Linked DNA regions of Xenopus laevis: region 1 is linked to region 2. Evidence: chromatin contacts called from public Hi-C data. All regions are on one chromosome and are shown on one strand. The core of a region is the stretch at or near the end of the contact, and the rest is flanking DNA. Distances in the headings are between cores, read along the strand shown.

Region 1 (2,700 bases), core at 88-2,587, 55 kb after region 2:
ATGCCTCTGATCACAGACTTCCATGTTTCACTGATCATAACATCAATGATGTCATGTCACTGGACCATCATGGCATGCTGCTCCTGGTCTTTGGTAATAGGACTATGGGACATAGACTGCATGCTAAACAATGGCTGCTTATGTAAGACTTAAGATGGCCATAGATGCAAAGATCCGATCGCAGGAATCCTCGATTCGTACGATTTTCTGACCGTGTGTGGAGAGTCTCAACAATTTTCGTCCCATGGAGATCGGTCGTTTGATCGATCGGACAGGTTAAAAGATTTCTGTCGGCTGTCGATAATATCTCTGCATGTATTGCCGATCGGACGATTTTCAGTGGGAGACTGTCACCAGCTTTGTCGGACATAACTTTTCGCTGTCAGGGGCAGAACATCGGCTGATCTGTTCTTTTACTACTTTATTTGATCTGAAAGGTCAGGAGATGGGGAAGTCCGATTGTTCGAGGATTCAAAGGATCGGATCTTTGCATCTATGTCCAGCTTAAAACTACAAAATTCATCATGTGTGTTTTTCCCCATGCATCATCTCCATGGTCAGCCTTGACCAGCATAAGCACAAATATTACAAATTACCTTGCATTGCACTGAGATGCCCTATACTGTACTTTTCATTTTCATAAACACTTACTGGGATACTCCTCTAGAGTGTAAGCTCTTCTAAGGAGTGTATTCTTCTCCATTTATCAGATGGTATTGGTTTGTTAATGTTCATCATATCCCCTCCTGCTATTGTGCTGTAAATAATTGGAAATACTTTATGAATCTCACATGTAAGTGACAACAATGCTTATTTGTAGTCTAATTGTATCTGCACTCACCTAAATACAATGGAATGTCTAAAGAATAAAATGACTTGTAGAAAAGGGGAATGCATGTATGGAAAAAATTTCCATTCATTCTTTCATAAATCTCCTGGTTTAGCCCAGCAGGTCAAGCTGAAGCTGTTAGCTCTGACCTAGGGGGGGAGGGGGGTCTGGTTAATGGAGACAATGAGGAGGATTAGCCTGTAGAACATCTCTATAGCGTAAATCACATGTACAAACACTTGGATATGCACAATAATACACTGCCTGCAAACCACTCACCAGCCAAGATTCAGCTTTTGGGTTCTGAGGTAAAAGCCCTCTCAGGGGTCATTTCTCTTTTTTTTTAAAACTTTAAACTGCATTCATTTATTTGTACCTCCTTGGTATGGAGAAAAAATGAATCAATTCCCTAGGCTTTTGGCTTATATTGATAAGATAAGCTGTGCTGCACTGATGCACCCAAGCATGGGTGAAACCTGTGTGTTGCTGGGATCTGATCAGCACGTACCTTAAGGTGGCCATACACTATTAGATCCACTTGTTTGGCTCCATATGCCCACTAACGGCTGGGTGATATTGGGTGAATACGAACATTCGGCCCTCTGATTACAATGCTGCGAATGGGCGCCAATGGGTTGCAGAACCGCATCAACTAGCGAATACGCTCCTGGATCGCAGAAAAAAAACCAAACTTGCCCAATCGATATCTGGCTGATTTTTGGCCCGTTGGGAGCCCCACACACGGGCAGATAAGCTTCCAAATCGGTCTAACAGGTACACTTAACATAAGCAGAGCATGGTCACATGTGTTTTAGATATTGTTTGCTGTTGTGCTAACAATTATATTTCATTAGAAGACGGCTGATTTAGTTAACATACTAAATGAAAAATATTCAGTTTGTGCCAAGCATTAGGAGGCGCATTTATCAAATGTCCAATTTCGAAAGCCTGTGTGCCTTGGAGAATTTTTACCTGACTATTTTTGTGAGGTGGCCGAGCCTCTACCATAGAGCATCAGACATCGCTTATTTTATTTAGGGTGTGCGAGAACAAGCTGTATTATCTATACTAGTTTTCTAAAACTCCCATAAAATTGGCCAATCGACATTTATTAATACAATCGAAATTTCTCCGCTCGGACAAATTTAATCAACCTGAAAACTCGAATGGAATTCAATTCAAATTAGAAAAACTCGAACTGAATTAAAAAAAACTCGATTCATTATCAAATGTCAGGAAGGCTGCAAACATCACCAAATTGATCCCAGGACCTCTCCCATTGACTTATACAGCAATTCAGCAAGTTTGAGGTGGTGAATTGTTGAATTTCGAGTTCTAAAAGGGCCAGAGTATGATAAATCTCAAAATTCGAATTAAAACTCGAAACGAGTTTGGATAATTCACAATTCGAATTTGAGAGGTCATTTCCACACTTAATAAATCTGCCCGAGAGCATTAATTTTGCAGTAGCACAGCTATGTACAGCATAACTAGGAAACATTTTCATATAAATAAGTCAACTGGACTTGCTGTATTTTTTCTTGAAGATGTTTAACCAGTCATCCAACTGGCTTTCTCAATTCATATATATATCTGTGACTTATTTCTACAGATATACAATGACCTGGATAAATGAGAATCTTCACAAACATTTTAATATAAATAACCCCAAAGTAAAACAGAAAATCAAAGCTCTTAACTGCCACCTACAGTGAAATTTGATCATAGCATGAGACAGGCCAGAGGAATTTTGTATTATATGATTCTTTTACATTGTGCACTTGCACCCCTTGGAGCCAATACACTTAGCGCTTGCACCCCAGCCTATGCTTTCTAAACACTTCTTGCTTTACGTGAGTGCCTACCTCATC
Region 2 (2,700 bases), core at 98-2,597:
CTGATTACCCATTCGTATGTGCGGTCTTGGCCCACCGGCATATCGAGGTGACATAAAAGGCTGTAACAAAATATAAAAATCAGAAATTCAATATTATATACCATTCCACTGAGGTTCAACCATTTTAATATGGTATGTAATCTGTTGTCCTGAAACCTATCCAAAAAACTCTGAATTGCAGGAAGACTTCCATGTCCAAGTCCAAGTTTAAACAAATAATACCAATTTCCTTAAAGTATTTCTTCTCTGTAATGATAAAATCATTAACTTGTACTTCATTCTGACTAAGCTGCATGAATCCATACTGGTGACAAATATCTGGTTTAATGTTGAAATGTTCTTTAGCAGACATACTGTATGGTGATCCAAATTATAGAAAGACTCCTTATATGGAAAACCCCAAGGCCCAAGCATTTCAGATAAAATTTCCAAAACGTATTAAAAAAATACAGACATGAATATGCCAGATGAGAATACTTCTTTACAGAGGATAAATAAATGGTAAATGCATCATATATTTTAAGTATACACTTAGCTGCCATGTAAGTACCTGACTGTGAGGTCCCATCATATTGGGGTTGTGAGGAGGAGGCTGTGAATGAGGTGATGGTTGTGACCCAGGAGGACCCTGCTGAAAAGAAGACACAAAATAAAAGGCTTGTAATTGCCTTAATTAACAGATGATAATTAGCCATTCGTTAAGTACTCGTTTGCAATTTATTTTCTAAATATTTAAGACATTCAAAGCAGTATTCTCACTTATAAAGAGCAGAGACTTCAGTCATACATAATGCTCCAGGAAATGGCTGAAGGAAAAGGGGTTTCTGGGAATGGTGTCTACATTACAGGGGTCATTCACAGAATTGCCTCTTTGGCATAAACACGGGAACCCCTGCAGCAATATTTACCTGTCGTACTTGCAAATGCCCTTAGCCTTACCTGGAAGAATCCTGGTGGAATTGGCCCTCCAGGCATCCCGTCATTTGGAGGAATGTTCCCAAGAACCGGGCTTGGAGCAGCTGCTGCACTCTGGGGATGAAAGGTGATGTGGTCATTAATTCAGCAAATTAAAAAAAACAAAAACCCTTATTTAACAGAGAACAGTAGAAACAGCAAAGCCTTTCAAAACACAAGTTTGATGCCTTGTTCTATGCCAGTGGTCCCCAACCAGTGGCTTATGAGCAACATGTTGATCACCAACAACCCACAAAAAATTATGAATATCTACGTGGACTGAAAACTACATACAACAGCAAAACCAGTTAAAAGTGAGCACTGTCTGGCCATCATAAGTTTGTGTGTGTATGTGTGGGGGGAGGGTGATGACAAAGGGTGACCCTTTGGTGAATGCATGCTAATTACTTAGTGGAAAGTTCTCCTGCTCTAAAAACAAGAAAGTACATAACAAAAAGGAACGCTTCCAACCACTTCTTGCTACAGCTCATAAAGATCCAGACTAATCAGGTTTGCATTATGTAAACAAGCTGAGAACATCCAGCACTGAAAGCATTTCTTGGTCTGGAAACACAGGCTAACCAGCAGGGGGAGAACACATATCTACTCACACCATACAATTTTGCCTGACATTGGTAAACTGGTGACTCTAAAGCAGTCTAGTCAAAATCATGTACAAGATATAAAACCAGAGTAATGTTAGTCCATTTAAAATGCATTTGTATATAAAAGTGACAAGGTCACTTTGGAAAGGTTAGTATACATGTTTTGCAGCTGGGTGGGTGGCTGGTTTTGATCTTATCCAAGGAGAGCAATCACAAAGAAGCATGACAATATCAGCAAGCCCCATCATATTCTACAGAGCAGTATGAAGGCACTGAAAGTAAAACACACCTGGCCCATACCAGCTTACAATCTAAAGGTATGGATAAGGGCAAAAAGTAGTCCAATACTCCCTCAGAACAGATATTGTAAAAGTGAATATTATGACACAAAGGAATTGAATGAAAAGTATAGTGTGATTGAAATTATTATAGACACCTGATTGGCAGATAGGTGTCACTAGATCTGGGCAAGTCTACACGTAATGGTTATGTTGGATTTGTTGCAAGGTTCGGTCAGAGCAACCTAAACTGAAAGTGATAACAGCCTTGTATAAAAGATTTGTATAAAGGGCAGTAAGAAGAGGCTTCCATGCAGACCACATCAGGATTAAGAGATAGGTCAAGACTATAAGGGACTCTGCAGGCAGGTGGGTTTAATTGGACTCCAACTAAGCCTTTTATCTCATTTAAGTAATCTCATCTTCATCCATCAGTGAGAGCTATGTTACCCGCTGTTCTATGGGCAGGGAGAGTTCCTTTAGTCACCAGTAAAAGGAATGGAGAATACACACTTTATCAGTATGGTTTTTCAGACTGTCACACTAGTAGCAAAATCCCATCAAACTCTAATCCCGAGTGACTAATTCAAAATAGAGAAACACATCATTGTAGGCTGATGCCTTTAGTTCTGAAAAGTGGAAACTGCCTCCTACAGCTCCTGAACTAGAAACACAGGAACTTAAGCTGGCCACAGACGCAAAGATCTGATCATACAAATCAACGTACGCTTGGACTTTCCCATCTCCCGACCTGCCACTAACCATAAAGATCAAAGTCTTACCATTCAGAAGTAGTAAGAACAGATCAGCCGATGTTCTGCCCCTGACAGCAATCGTACGATAGTTATGTCCGACAAAGCTAG

Evidence for each region. Hi-C and Micro-C count contacts between places; a contact is called where the count stands out from the background.
Region 1: a contact with region 2 is called in a Hi-C map of the XL177 cell line, with 5 times the contacts expected there. The contact joins two enhancer-like sites. A contact is called at or near these places in 3 of 4 Hi-C or Micro-C datasets (the XL177 cell line, the XTC cell line and animal cap).

What each region holds. Positions count from the first base shown.
Region 1 is chr4L:92,949,369-92,952,068 of Xenopus_laevis_v10.1, forward strand. No RefSeq gene overlaps it. Among protein-coding and RNA genes, the nearest start is that of LOC108714336, 20 kb to the right of the region's middle. Within about 2 kb of position 1,338, at least 1 of the 7 cell types and tissues checked has an H3K27ac peak or open chromatin away from gene starts, as enhancers often do.
Region 2 is chr4L:92,894,629-92,897,328 of Xenopus_laevis_v10.1, forward strand. It overlaps ssbp3.L (single stranded DNA binding protein 3 L homeolog), which reads right to left. Exons shown (of 18, transcript NM_001086589.1): 5 at 940-1,029; 6 at 551-628; 7 at 1-60. Among protein-coding and RNA genes, the nearest start is that of ssbp3.L, 22 kb to the right of the region's middle. Within about 2 kb of position 1,348, at least 2 of the 7 cell types and tissues checked have an H3K27ac peak or open chromatin away from gene starts, as enhancers often do.